Regions from separate parts of the Sus scrofa genome. Here all the other regions are linked to region 4. A link is a contact called in public Hi-C and HiChIP or PLAC-seq data. All regions are on one chromosome and are shown on one strand. Each heading gives the region's core, a stretch centred on a gene start, on an enhancer-like site or on the middle of the called end of the contact. The rest is flanking DNA. Distances are from core to core; before and after follow the strand shown. Region 1 overlaps ZNF438 (zinc finger protein 438). Region 2 overlaps ZNF438 (zinc finger protein 438). Region 3 overlaps ZNF438 (zinc finger protein 438). Region 4 overlaps LOC110255684 (a long non-coding RNA gene). Region 5 overlaps ZNF438 (zinc finger protein 438).

Region 1 (2,786 bases), core at 220-2,719, 250 kb before region 4:
GCAATGCTGAATCCTTAATCCACTGAACAAGGCCAGGGATCGAACCTACATCCTCATGGATACTAGTTGGGTTCCTTACTGCTGAGCCATGACGGGAACTCACTGAATTCTGTTTTGGACCAGCTTTAGGTGCCTGATTAGAAACAGCAGTACCAGTCCTAGTCATAGCAATAAGCACTGTGAGAGCATGAATTGTGTACTTGGCAGGGTTTTAGGCACTTTTACCCTTATCAATTCATTTAATTCTCATAGCAGTTGTGTGTGCAAGGAACCACTAGAGCCCTGCTTTACACATGAAAAGACAAGCATGGAGAGGTTAAAAGTGACCTGCCTACAGTCAGCCACCCAACTGGGTAGTGATGGAGCTGGGCTTCCTCCCCAAGCAGTCTGGCTTCAGAGTCATCACAACTCATCCCTGGAACTCCTTCCAAGTGGACGCATTGAATGGGTGGTTGAAGGTGTGAATGTGGAACTCTGGGAAGGTCAGGGCTGAAGACGCACGTTTACATTTCTGAAGAGAAAGCCTGCTCTCTCCTTCCTCATCTAAGCCTTGATTGTCTAGGGAGAAAAGAACACGGGCCATGGGGCTGTGCTCACTGGCTTTTCATTCCTCCATTCTGCTGAGGCAACTGTATCCAAATCATTTTCCTTCCTTGAGGGTCCAGAGAGTGAGGTCTGTATCTCTCTCATTTTTTATTTTTTTAGATTTTTTTTTTAAGGGCTGCACCTGCGGCATATAAAAGTTCCCAGGCTAGGGATTGAATCAGAGTTACGGCTGCTGGCGTGCACCATAGCCACAGCAACGCGGAATCCGAGCCACATCTGCAGCGCACACCATAGCTCATGGCAATGCTGGATCCCTGACCCACTGAGTGAGGCCAGGGGTTGAACCCACATCCTCGTGGATACGAGTCGGATTCGTTTCTGCTGTGCCACAATGGGAACTTCCTTCTGTGTCTTTATTATGTCTCTATTTCTCATCCCTAATCCGGTGCCTGCCGTGGAGTAGATGTCAGACTTTCTTTGCAGGACACGGGGTTAGGTTTGGAGGTCCAGCCATCAGTAGAACACAGCTCTCCTTCTGGAGGAGCAGAGTCTGAAGGAGGACCTTTGGGAATAAGACTAGGGCTGGCTGAACACAGAAGCCTGGGCTGGTGAGTTCACCCCAGCCTTCTCGCTGCCCCATATGCTTGAGGGGTGGGGCAGGAAGGGGTCAGAGCAACAAAAGAATGCCTAAGCAGTGGCAGATGGATTTGAGGCCTCCCAAGAGCTCTTTGCAACAAAAGAATGGCTCCAAACCTTTCATAGTTTCCCCTCTTTGCATTAGTTTTCTTTGGCAACCGTATAATTTTCACCAAATGAAGTAAAATTTGATATTTGAATATCCCAGTGGAGTGATGAGTTTTTCCAGCTCTATTACCTCAGTGTTGACAAGGGCTGGCTAGTGAAATAAGGGAGTTGGCTGGAAAGGTTGCAGATTGCATCATAGAGGGTGACGGAGGGCTCGTGTGAAGTATTTCGGCAGGTTTCCACCAGTTTAAGTATCTCTTGCCAAAGTTCCACACATTGGAATATGTTTGAGTTTCTCTTCCGATCATCCTTTTAACAATGAGCTATGTGGTTTGGTCGCAGAAAAAGGATCTGGTGATATTTGTCATAGATGGAACTATGAATTATATCTCTTAACATCTCTTAGAGGTGGAACAAGGTGGAACATAGAAACTTGAAGAATATACACAAAAATAGCTGTCTTTTTTCCGTAGATCTCTTTCGGGGCATGCAGTAACCTCCACACATTTATCACAACTTTACTACTTCCTAATAGCATTTCACATTTGAACCATTGAAAGATTATATAAATTTGCACCATCGTAGTTTTTATAATTATTTACAGAGTTTTTTCCTTCCAATATGTAAACTTATATTTTGTTTAGCCTTTTTAGCTTTTGGTGGGAGAATTGATCTGAATTACCAAGGCGACCAGAACTCCAAACAGGAGCCCTCCACAAGTATAAATGTGGAGATGTGCCATGTCATTTTGCAGTTCACAAATTTTTTATTTTTATTTTAGGGCTGCACCCATGGCATATGGAGGTTCCCAAGCTAGGGGTTGAATTGGAGCTACAGCTGCCGGCCTACACCACAGCCAGAGCAACACGGGATCCCAGCTACTTCTGCAACCTCCAGCACAGCTCACGGCAATGCTGGATCCTTAACCCACTGAGTGAGGCCAGGGATTGGACCCGCGTCCTCATGGATCCTAGTTGGGTTTCCACTGAGCCACAAAGGGAACTCCTAAAAGGTGAACGCCCTCTTGTGAACTCCCAGTTCACAAAATTTTAAATCTGCTATTGTATCAAGTGTAAATGTAATGGAGTGGGAGTAATTATTATTATTGTTTTTTAAGCCACGATTCCAGTTAGCTTAAGAACATTAGATATGATATAAAGTAGAATTATATCTTAAGTGGCCTGCTGATGGCTCAGGCTTTGTCAGTTTTAAACCCAGGCTCTGGGAGGGCAAGTTGATGGTTATTAGTCAGGTAGGTCCCAGCAGAGAGCGAGTGATGGTGAGCTCTCCTATTAAAAGACAACAGAAGCCACTCTTCCTAATGCTGACCAGATGAAATACAGCATCAAATTCCTTTTATCCAAGTTCCTTTGAAAATTTTTAATTATATAATTTATTTTTTTTATTTTTTACTTTTTTGTCTTTTTGGGGCTACACCTGTGGCATATGGAGGTTCCCAGGCTACGGGTCAAATGGGAGCTGTAGCTGCTGGCCTA
Region 2 (2,700 bases), core at 103-2,602, 170 kb before region 4:
ACCAGAGAAATGAGAGGCTGTTGTTTAACTTGCAGCCGTTAGAAGTCTCCAGTAGAAACCCCAGTCACTCACAGTATCACTGCCAATGTAGGTTGTTTCTTCAAGACTCATATGCTTTGGAGGCGGCACAATGCTGAAAAAAAAAAAAAAAAAAAAAAGCCCTTTGGTTTTCTAGTTCCCTCTCTGGAGAGTTCTAAGACGCTAACCCTTTTGACTTTTATTGGTAGTTTGCTTTGTCAGCTTTGTATCCACTTTCATTTATTCCTTGACCTACTCTTTGCAGTGAACCATCTCTAGCCTGGTAATACCAGTGGGAAAAAAGTGAACTCTTGTTTCAGACCTGTGAAGTTTGATTCCAAGTTTTAAACTTAGCTTCCTGTAAACATCACCTTTTTCTTCACTGTATATATGTATGTGTGTATTTTGCTTTTTAGGGCTGCACCCATGGCATATGGAGGTTCCCAGGCTAGGGGTCAAATCAGAGCTACAACTGCTGGCCTACGCCACAGCCACAGCAACACAGGATCCAAGCTGCGTCTGTGATCTATGCCACGGCTCACAGCAATGCCAGATCCTTAAGCCACCGAGCGAGGCCAGGGAATGAACCCGCAACCTCATGGTTACTGGTCGGATTGGTTTCTGCCGCGCCACAACGGGAACTCCTTTTCATTTTATTTTACTGCCCCACCATACCCTTTCTGTCTGAGAACCATGGGTTTTTTTTTTTTGGTTGGTTGGTTGGTTGGTCTTGATTTTTAATGAATCTCTCTCGAACTCACCTGTTTGTAGAAACTGAACATTTCCCCTTTTCCAAGAGGCTGTTGTGGCAAAAGTAGCTCTTTGCTTGAGGTCCCAACCTAGGGGTCTCTAAAGGGGTCCAGGAAAGACACAGTCACATTTGCTTTTCCAGAATTAGCAACGAGAAATAATTTAACTGGCCTTGACTATAAGTGAGCAGCTCTTTAAGAAAAAAGTCTGCAATCAGTTGAATTCTTTAGGCTTCTGGCTAACAGTACTGAAGAACCCTCTACAGAGTAGATAAAGCCTGGAGGAAGAATTTCTGATTCAATTGCACGTTATTTATTGTGGAAAGAATGTTTTCCCTACAGACCGATGAGGAACAAGATGTTTAAACATAAGCCAGGGCGGAGACCTATTTGTTTGGTCAGCTTCAGAGGGGCCACGTTTCCTTGCTTACGATGATGAGTCTGCCAACTAACTCTTCTGTCCTCCCCACCCCCGCCCGATTCTGCAAATTTCTGTGGGATTTTTTACTTGGGGCTCTGGTTGGATGAGACAGTGATAAAGTGCATACGTGGCCATTGGAAAGGCTCAGGGGCTTTTTTCTGGAGCAGCACAACTTTATCACGTCATTACGAATTTATGCTGTGCTCCGTGCATGTGTATATATGGGCTTTTCCCCTTTTCCCCAGTTCCCCTCAGCTGTTGGCTTGTGTAAGCGCATAGCTGGATGGCAGCCGGACTCCATCTATCACAGGCGGTGGGAGGGGGGACAGGGATTTGAAAGGGTTACTGTTCACATTTCCTGTGTAATTCCCTCTGATCTTACTGGGCTGTAATTCCTTTCTTGATGTTAAACGTTCCCAGGCTCCTATAACCTCCTTGCTGACGTGCGCTAGCCAGGCTTGTCCCAGGTGATCATGGAGGCGGACCTCCTGTTTTTAAAGATTAGAGATCGCCCTTTCATCCATGAGATAGGCTACATGCTCATTCCTTTGCAATCCCAGGAGAAATGTCTTTGATTCGAGACAAGAATGGAGCCCTAACATTTAGTCCGTTTTCTAACTCATATTTAACAGCCAGCCACCCAATTTGTTGTCAGATTAATTGCACAAAATTTTAAACCTACAGACTCCTAGTTTAGTGCATCTCTAGTGAAGTGAAAGCCTGGGAATCTAGTAAAGATCACACAAGTGGGTTCTGCTAGAAGAAGGGTAATAGTTGATGCCACCACTTGCTTTTAGCTTACTTGATCCGTAGGTCCCTTTAAGCTGTGGCACTGACAGGTCAATATTTCTGCTTCAGTTCAGTTCAGGAGGTCGTAGCTGGTCAGAGGGAGATACTTATTTTATACTTTTTCTCTGGTTTTTAAAGTGTAGAGCAGCTGCTTTTAATTCCACAACTTGTAAAATATGTATTTTTGTGGTTGGCAAAAGATTTTCTATTTTTGCCTTTTTCTCCTTAAGTTTTAGGGGAAAACGTTCTGCTCCTATGAAGCATGAGCATGGGTCAGCAGCTGCTGATGAATTGATGGGGCAGGGTCACCTGTACCAGCACTGCCCTTGTCCAGGTAACGAGCTTTCCTGTGGCACAGCTCCAGGCATGTGTGCTCGTGTGGCCTAGAGCACACTGCCCTGTCCCCTCCACCAACTTGGGAACCTAAGGGTTTGGGGATGGACAGGAACAAAACCACGGCTCTTTGAAGGAGTTTCTAGAATAATTTAAGTTTGCTGGTGTTTAGGCCAAAGTAAGCTGTTTGCATGGCTTAAAGCAGTGAGATAAAATATTTTTTATGCATGTGTAACATGGTTTTCCATGGAGGTGGGTAGAGGAATTTTTAGGTTGGTTTTGTTTGGATCTGCCTTAACAAGCTAGAGGGACTGGTTTTGAAATGTTTTTATCTTTTTTGGCCGCACTGCAGTATATGGAGTTCCCGGGCCAGAGATCAGATCTGAGCTA
Region 3 (2,700 bases), core at 147-2,646, 200 kb before region 4:
GACTCAGTAGTTTGGAGCGGAGACCTTTGTCAGTATACAGTTCAGTCACACCTATTTGAGCTTCTAGGTCAAGTACTGGACACAGTTGACCTATTGTTAAAAAACATGAATAAAGATGAGCGCAACTCTTAAATAGCCATTGCGGTAGCTGAGCTAGAATAATTGATTGCTGTCTGATAATTGAAACTCTCACTTTCCAAAATGAACTCTGGCCGTATAACTCTCTGAAATTTCTATAAATATTAAAAGACTATAAAAGAGAACTCTGCAGTTTGCCGCAACTATTACATAACTTTTCGTTAATAAAAGTAAAATAGCCATGCTGGCCTTATAAATGGTTTCCTGCTGCTGTTGCCAACTTTAAGGATTTTCGTTAAATTTCATAAAGGGAAATAGAAATACAGTCTGCTTAAAGGATATAAACATTTTAAACAGCAGACATGGGCCCGAATGACTCTTGCAGAAAAATTTTGGAGAATTCTCTTTTGCTTGATGATACTTATTCAGAATTGATGTTATCCATCTCATGTCAGTAGAATTTACATCTTTGCTTCTTCATCATGGAGCATAATTGTGTTAACCTTGGCAGGAAAGTTTAGAAAAAGGGAGGGAGCATTTTTTTTCAGGACAAGTTCCAACTCCATTGATCATGTAATAGTTCACATGTTCAAAAAAACAAAAAACAAATTAAAGAGCCTTTTATTCTACTTCTGTGCTTGCAGGGCTTTCAAATTGTTGTTTGAGACTTTGGAAACATGCTTTACCGTTCAGCTGACTGGCTGTCATTTTATGGTCACCTAAAGTATAAAGGAGAAGAGCTAATAGGTACTACCAGGCACTTTCTTTTTATCTTTTCCTTTTTTTTTTTTTTTTTTTGTCTTTTTAGGGCTGCACTGAGGTGTATGGAGGTTCCCAGGCTAAGGGTCAAATTGGAGCTGTAGCTGCCGGCCTATGCTACAGCCATAGCCACGCCAGACCCCCAACCCACTGAGTGAGGCTGGGGATCGAACCTGCATCCTCATGGATACTAGTCAGGCTCGTTAACCACCTATGGGATAGTTTGAAGTTTCCATCATAGATGTGGCAGAGAGGGACACAGATGTCCCCAGGCCACCCCAAGGGCGTGCAGAACCCACTTTTTGGTTCCTAAGGTTACCAGCATCCAGGGAATCCTGCATCCTTGGACACATGCACATGGTAAACTTAAGAACTTCCAGTGTTCTGGGTGAAAGGAGGTCTCATTGCCCTGGGGGACCCAGAACAGGTTCTCCTGGGGTGACAGGCCTGGAGCGCTGTCTCCCGCTCCGCGTTGCTGCCTCACTCTGGCTCATCCTCTGGTCCCCGAGCATGTCAGTTGTTCTCTGTCACCTGATTAATTGCGGAACACTCACTCCCTGTGTGCTGCCTTGACCACGCGCCAGGAACTCTTGGCAGCCCGGGGGAACATGATCTCAGCGCACCTCCTGGTCAGCACTGGGCAATCCAAGTTGTTAGTGGGGGTGAGAACTTGGATTCAGAAGCCAGGACCCATGCCAGGGGCCAGGGCAGGAGTAATTGAGCAGCTGGCACGTGAAACGCAGCTCTAGACTCCATCAGCAGGTCAGGAGTCAGAAGTGGAGTGGCACGTGACTTTGAAAGGTGGTTTTTGAAGGAGATTATGATGGCCAGCGATGGATCTTGTAGTTTGTAGATATCAAATAATTCCAGCTGCTTTTGAAGGAAGCCTAAGAGTGGTGCCAGCTTACTCACAGTGCTCGTTATACTGGACAGAAACCTCTCTGGGTAACTTTTCCTCGTCAGTTCTACCTATGTCTTTCTGTGGCTCTCATTCGCTGTCCCTCTTACACTTGGAAGCATAAGATACACATAAAATTTCCAAAGTCTCTTTTGATGTCCCCTATTCTTCATAGGCTCTGAAAGTTGACGTTCTTCAGGGCTCAGTCTCGGGCTGTCATCTATGTTACTCTCGCTGTGATCTCATATATCCCTAATTTTATTTTATTTTTTATTTTTTTAATTCTTGCTTTTTAGGGCCACATCCACAGCATATGGAGGTTTCCAGGCTAGGGGTCGAATTGGAGCTATGACTGCCAGCCTATGCCACAGCCACAGCAATGCAGGATCAGAGCCACATCTGTGACTTATACCACAGCTCATGGCAATGCTGGATCCTCAATCCACTGAGCGAGGCCAGGGATCGAACCCACAACCTCATGGTTCCTAGTTGGCTTTGTTTCCCCTGCGCCACAACGGGAACTCCTATATCCCTAATTTTAAATGTCATCCTTCCTCCTCAGCTCCTCCCTCCCTCCCTTCCTTCTTTCTTCCCAGCCGCCCACCCGCTGTATCCATGGCATATGGAAGTTTCCAGGCTAGGTAGGGGTTGAATTGGAGCTGCAGCTGTCCGCCTACACCACAACCACAGCAACACCAGATTTAAGCCACATCTGTGACCTACACCACAGCTTGTGGCAATGCCAGATCCTTAACCCACTGAGTGAGGCCAGGGATTGAACCCACATCCTCGTGGACAGTATGTCAGGTCCTTAACCCATTGAGCCACAACAGGAATGCCTATTCCTTTCTTTCCACCACCCCCCCCTCCCAAAAATCGGGAATTTTAGGTGTTTTATTTATTTTTATTTGTTTTATTTTCATTCTTTTTTTAAATGGACATATGATTGATGGAGGACGTTGTGT
Region 4 (2,700 bases), core at 90-2,589:
CAAAGAGTTGCAACTGATACAGAAAGAAATAGAAAAGGTCACCCCAGATTCCACCCCGTGGAAACCGAGGCACCTCCTGGCTTGTCATGAACTGGGAAACCGAAAAATACTCTGAGCTGGGGAAAATGTGGCAGCTGCATAGATCTCTCGGGATTTATCTTTGGTACTCGACTGATTTTCCAGCCCAACAACCTCACGTGAGAGCTGAGCAAAGGCAGGGAACCCAGAGAGCTGGCGTGACTCACCCAGGCTCCCTCCCACAGGCAGCGAGGGTTGGGGCTAGAGTCCTGGTCCCTGAACCTGAAAAGCATCCCTTTCCTACTTTGGGCCCGCGGTGGGCGCTGGGGCCAGGCGGGAGCCATCAGGATAAATCAGCACGTGTTGCTAGGCTGGCGACAAATGACGCGTCTAATTCCCTGGCCCAGCCAGCCCCGCGCGGCGGAGTAGCGCGCTCCGTGCGCACACGTGTGCACTCGGCCAGCGCGGGAGCAGCTGCAGAGGTTGGGCCTCCCGGGAGAGGACGGGGTGGGCGTGAGTGTTCGGGGGGGCGCCATCCCACCCCACCCCTGCGCGGCAGGGAGGGCCCCGCCAGCCGGGCCTTTCAGAGTTAATTAGCCTTCATGCATATGGATGGCACTGCCGATTGAACACGGTGGAGGGGTCGTGACCTGACCCCGGCGAGGCGTGCGGAAAGAAAAGACTGCTTTTCCCAGCTCGGTCCCTAATTGAAAGCCCAGTTGCCGGGCGCTGCGCCGGGGTGTGATCGCCGCCGCCCCATTTCTCCCGCAGAAGGAACACTTCGGGGGGAGCTGCCCCCGGCGCCCGGCCCCCTTTAGCAGCCCCTCTAATGACCTGCGGGGATGTGCAGGCGGCCCGACGACCGTCCCCCTGATATGTCGCCGTAATGATATCTGCACTGGGGATTTATTCCGAAGTTGTCCTTTTCCGTGATGGTTTTCATTTCCTGTCATTTAAAGCTGGAAGCATTTATGGAATATCACATGGTTTTCGTTTACACAGGAAATCAGCTGCAGTTGCGAGAAGATGCGGACTTACTTTTTTGTTTGTTTTTTTAATCCTTCCTCCCACCCCCACCCCCGCCCCGGAAAAAAAAAAAAATGAGAGAGAAAGGGAGGAGGAAAAAGGCAGCCTGCAGCATTTTGTTTTGAAGTAGTTTTCCTTTTTGATCCCCAGTCCTGTTCTCCGAAGTGGTCTGTGGTTATACAGAAAGCAGCAGTTTCTCTCTGACACGTGGTAATCACTACGTGAAGAAAGCACAGCACCTAGAGATGCTTTTGCTTTTTCCAGACCAGGGGGCGGGGGTGGGAGCGCAGCTGCGCGGGCAGCTCCGCCCCGGGGATGCGCCGCGCGACCCGCTCGGATCCGCCCTGGGAGCCGCGGACCGGGCGCCTCTGGAGCTGGGTTTACGCTCCTGGAAAGAGCGCACGTACAGTGCCCAGTTAACCTCCTGGGACCCCTCTGCTTGAACCTGAAAAGAGCAGTGTCCTGCCCCACCCCCAAGGACCACAATAGAAGTCTGTCCTTGGTCCGGCCCCAGCCCATCACCCCACCCCGGGAATCAGAGTCACAGGGCTTTATGACAGGGATTGGGGAAGAATTTGCGACTCATTCTTTAAGCTCCGCCCTCCAGTTACCGCTGAGTTAGGAACTCGCGACTAGAAGCGCCCCCGCACCACGGCTGCACCCCCTCTTAACCAGTGCAGTTCCAGCTGCTCCAGGCCCCCTCCCCCGCCGCCACCGCCCCTCTGAGGGCAACTAGACGGTCCTGGGCAATAGCGCCACCTGGTGCCCAGCATCCTCCAAGCCTTTCCTCGTATCCTTCTCCAAGATGCTAAACAAGCTGCCTTTAGAGATCAAGGGGGCCCAGAATAGAGTCAGGCTCACAGAGGAGCCCCCACCTCGGGTTGAAGTCCTCCTTTCCCCTAAAAGAGCTTAGAGTATAGGGGACAGGAGGCTCCCCTTTCATGCCATCCACTAGGGCATTCCATGGTAAGAGACCTATTCCTGGGATTGAAGGCTGGGCCCTCAACTGAATGGAAAATGCCCTTGAAGAGATATAATTCAGGCACCTGTTTGAGAGTGAACCAGTAACCTTTTCCCAAGGGTATGTGTGCTTCTACCGAGGGAGGAAAGCAAAGAGGAGGCCCAGCCCGAGGTCCAGGAGGGCAGAACCCAGCACTGCCGGCCATGTTTCAAGGGCAGGGGCCGTCTGTGTGGTGGGACTAGGAGGTGGGGAGCTGGTGGCTCTGGGAGGCAGGAGAGGGACAATGTGCACATTTCATGGGTGAGTAGGGCACCCCCACGGAACATCAAGTCCCTGTAGGCCCCCCTGGACCCAGGTGTCCCTCCATGATTGCTGTGTCCCTGGCAGCTGAGACCCGTTTAATTGAGACTCCAGGGCAGCCTCCCTTCCCCCAGCCCATAAAACCAACAGCCCCCTGTGTGAACACGAGCCCCGCATTTTTTATGGGCTGTCTGCTGACGGCTGGGGGACAAGAAGGGGACAAGGCTTACTGCTGCAGCCCTTGGAGCCTCCAGCTATTGAGCTGTGTAACGGGACCCCGTTCCTTGAAACCAAATATTTGCGAGGACACCCAGAAGCCACCTGGCTACCCAATCACTCCATCAGGCGGGTCATTTGTGCCGTAACAATTCCACCTGGGACCCTCTCCACTTCCG
Region 5 (2,700 bases), core at 20-2,519, 140 kb before region 4:
TCTCAAGGTACTGTGGAGTTGATATTCTTGTTTTATCTGGTAGCCCAGCACGTGGTCATAGTTTTATAATCAGTGATAATCATTAATGTGACTGATTTAGAAACTCGCTGATAATAGGATATGTGATAACAGAACCTGTAAAATGTTTGCCATTTTTTCTTTGTCCCAACTTATAGTGATTTGAAGTAACAAAGTTTGGGTCTTACTCTCTTAAAATGTTTAGCTCTTATTTTTTTTTTTTTGCATATACAAAACTATATTAAATATGAGCAACAAAATATCAATGTAGAATATTAGTTTGTGTCTTACCTTTTGTCAGTGAAGAAGAGTCCTGAGTGCTGTTTTCTTCCAAAAATTAGAGGTATCAAAAATTGAAATTTAGCAGACATATTTTTCAAATTTTAATTATTTGAAAAAATAATACTTTTAGGAGTCAGTTTGAATATTGTTGACTATATAACTAATAAAATATGTTACTGTGGTATTTTCTAGATTAAAAATCTTCTCCAAATTGTTTTGGTTTTTAAAGCATTCTAAATTTTAGTTTGTAAATATTACAAAAGAATTGAAATTTTTAAGTCCATGCAGTTCCCCCTCTTTTTGGATCAGTTTCTGAAGCCTAATGAAATGGAAGGCAAGTGTCTTTTCCTTCTTAAAAATGGTGATATTTTATTCCTTAATATACTAAAGTGAGAGCAAAATAATATGGAAAAATCAAGAAATGAAAACGTGCCAGGACTTTTCTTGCCAATATAACTTTTTAGAATTGTGCTGAGTTGCTTTTGCTGTAAGAACCAAACCAGCTAGTCTCTTATGAGTTCTCCAAGTAATGACTATTTTGGAGAGGATTTTTGGAGTTCTTTTGGCTCAGTGAGGACAAAAATTTGAAATTAGACTTCGAAAACTGGAAGGCATCCTCTTATCCATCTTACAAATGAAGGAACTGAAGTCCGAGAAATCACAATTTATGCAGGGTCACGCCGTTAATAGCGAAGGTTGGATGAAAATCATGGCCCCGTGATCTTTGTCAAAGACTCTTCGGGTTCATTCCCACCACCATCGCATTACGTGCGCTGTCCGTAATTTATTGCATTAGGCCCAGGTAGCACATTACAAGTTTAATTTTCTAAAGCTGAGGGGACATTTGGAATTAGGAATACTGATGGTGACGAAACAAATGGAATGGCAAGAAGCACTTGGAAGAACTCTTGCCCAGTGCAGGAGGTGTCCCTGGATTAGACTCTGGCCCTGCTCTCTAGAAGGAACCCCACTGTTCATCATTCTCTAGGACCGGAATCTGTCTTCTGGAAGCTTCTTCATCACCTGTCTTCCTCCAAGGTCATGTTCATGGCTTATGTGGAAGCTGGGGAATCTGCCCTCCTTGGAGTCTATGTAGCTTTTGTTTCCTACTTTCTAATCATGCACTTCTGGCAGCTCGAGCTTAGAGGTGTCAGCCAAGGCTTAGAGACAAGAGTTGTGGGGTTTTTGGCAAGGTTATTCCCTAGAAACTCAGCTGGCTTCTGATCTACATTCCTGTAGTGGGATGTGATAGTAATAGAGGGATTCCATGTCCCAGTCTGGCAGGGACAGTCTTAGTTTATATCTCTTAGGCGGGTTAGATAACAGTGCCCTTTTTCACTCTCGTAACTATCCAGGGTTGGACAACAACACATTGTGCATGGTCACTCCAGCCAAAAGGCACACCAAAACAGCACAAAAAGTCCCAAGCCTAACTTATTTCTTTGCTCCCCTTCTCCTGCTCCCCTCTCTCTCAGCTTCCTGAGGGCCTTGCTATGGCCCTTTGAGATGGGCCTCACTGGAAGTTCACAGGGTTAACCTCACCTGGAGCAACCTCTGTTCACCTGAAACAACCTAACAGGCCATTTTCGCTCAAAGCTTTTTCCTTCCTTCCTTCCTTCCTTCCTTCCTTCCTTCCTTCCTTCCCTCCTTCCTTCCTTCCTTTCTCTTTCTTTCTTTCTCTGTCTCTCTCCCTTTCTTTCTCTCTCTCTCTCCCTTTCTCTCTCTCTCTCTCTCTCTCTCTTTCTTTCTTTCTTTTCCCTTTTTTATGGTCACACCTGCAGCAGATGGAAGTTCCTAGGCTAGGGGTCAAACTGGAGCTGCAGCTGCCAGCCTACACCACAGTCACAGCAACACCAGATCCGAACCACATGTGTGACTGTGGCGCAGCTTGCAGCAACCCCGGATCCTTAACCCAGTGAATGAGTCCAAAGATCAAACCCAAATCCTCAGAGAGACAACGTTGGGCTCTTAACCCACTGAGCCACAACGGGAGCTCCCTCAAAGCCTTTTTCATTCTTCTCTCTCACTGGGTAAAATCCAGAAGCAGTCAGGTTTTCTAACCTTGGGAGCCTCCAGATTTCTGGATCCTCTACTCCCTTTCATTTCTGCTCTCACACCTGTCAATTCTGGCCTGTACAGATTTCTTTCTTGTAAATTCTCAATAAATGCAGCAAGTAATATTGTTCTTCTAATACTCTGTTTCCATCTCTTTTTCCCAGTAGCTATAGGCTTAGATATTTGTTTTGCTTTGGAATATATTTCAAGCATTTTCAGAAATTGAGGTATATTTTACCTACAGTAAACACACAGCTCTTAAACATCAGTTCAATGAGTCTTGATGATTGTATACACCCAAGTAAACCTCCACCCAGAAGAAGATACGGAACATCTCCCTTATCC

Evidence for each region. Hi-C and Micro-C count contacts between places; a contact is called where the count stands out from the background. HiChIP or PLAC-seq counts read pairs in DNA pulled down with a chosen protein or histone mark.
Region 1: a Hi-C map of liver shows a contact between it and region 4, with 2.4 times the contacts expected there. The contact joins two enhancer-like sites. A contact is called at or near these places in 1 of 5 promoter capture datasets (liver), 20 of 47 Hi-C or Micro-C datasets (adipose tissue, alveolar macrophages, brain and 10 more) and 2 of 2 datasets of contacts at active chromatin or transcription factors (alveolar macrophages and skeletal muscle).
Region 2: a contact with region 4 is called in an H3K27ac HiChIP or PLAC-seq map of skeletal muscle. The contact joins two enhancer-like sites. A contact is called at or near these places in 4 of 47 Hi-C or Micro-C datasets (embryonic fibroblasts, heart right ventricle, skeletal muscle and 1 more) and 1 of 2 datasets of contacts at active chromatin or transcription factors (skeletal muscle).
Region 3: an H3K27ac HiChIP or PLAC-seq map of skeletal muscle shows a contact between it and region 4. The contact joins two enhancer-like sites. A contact is called at or near these places in 9 of 47 Hi-C or Micro-C datasets (embryonic fibroblasts, epiblast stem cells, fetal heart ventricle and 4 more) and 1 of 2 datasets of contacts at active chromatin or transcription factors (skeletal muscle).
Region 5: a contact with region 4 is called in a Hi-C map of skeletal muscle, with 4 times the contacts expected there. The contact joins two enhancer-like sites. A contact is called at or near these places in 5 of 47 Hi-C or Micro-C datasets (alveolar macrophages, embryonic fibroblasts, heart right ventricle and 2 more) and 1 of 2 datasets of contacts at active chromatin or transcription factors (skeletal muscle).

The regions. Positions count from the first base shown.
Region 1 is chr10:41,768,009-41,770,794 of Sscrofa11.1, reverse strand. The region is part of intron 10 of ZNF438 (zinc finger protein 438); the gene reads left to right. Among named protein-coding and RNA genes, the nearest start is that of ZEB1, 240 kb to the left of the region's middle. Within about 2 kb of position 1,469, at least 7 of the 83 cell types and tissues checked have an H3K27ac peak or open chromatin away from gene starts, as enhancers often do. A contact at or near this core is called in liver and omental adipose tissue, where this site is marked.
Region 2 is chr10:41,695,078-41,697,777 of Sscrofa11.1, reverse strand. ZNF438 (zinc finger protein 438) reads left to right here. Exons shown (of 19, transcript XM_021064197.1): 13 at 2,208-2,311. The coding sequence starts at 2,233. Among named protein-coding and RNA genes, the nearest start is that of ZEB1, 320 kb to the left of the region's middle. Within about 2 kb of position 1,352, at least 30 of the 83 cell types and tissues checked have an H3K27ac peak or open chromatin away from gene starts, as enhancers often do. A contact at or near this core is called in embryonic fibroblasts, skeletal muscle and subcutaneous adipose tissue, where this site is marked.
Region 3 is chr10:41,721,442-41,724,141 of Sscrofa11.1, reverse strand. All of the region lies in intron 12 of ZNF438 (zinc finger protein 438), which reads left to right. Among named protein-coding and RNA genes, the nearest start is that of ZEB1, 290 kb to the left of the region's middle. Within about 2 kb of position 1,396, at least 25 of the 83 cell types and tissues checked have an H3K27ac peak or open chromatin away from gene starts, as enhancers often do. A contact at or near this core is called in skeletal muscle, where this site is marked.
Region 4 is chr10:41,520,235-41,522,934 of Sscrofa11.1, reverse strand. All of the region lies in intron 2 of LOC110255684 (a long non-coding RNA gene), which reads left to right. Among named protein-coding and RNA genes, the nearest start is that of SVIL, 350 kb to the right of the region's middle. Within about 2 kb of position 1,339, at least 59 of the 83 cell types and tissues checked have an H3K27ac peak or open chromatin away from gene starts, as enhancers often do. A contact at or near this core is called in embryonic fibroblasts, liver, omental adipose tissue and 3 more, where this site is marked.
Region 5 is chr10:41,660,165-41,662,864 of Sscrofa11.1, reverse strand. The region is part of intron 14 of ZNF438 (zinc finger protein 438); the gene reads left to right. Among named protein-coding and RNA genes, the nearest start is that of ZEB1, 350 kb to the left of the region's middle. Within about 2 kb of position 1,269, at least 15 of the 83 cell types and tissues checked have an H3K27ac peak or open chromatin away from gene starts, as enhancers often do. A contact at or near this core is called in retroperitoneal adipose tissue and skeletal muscle, where this site is marked.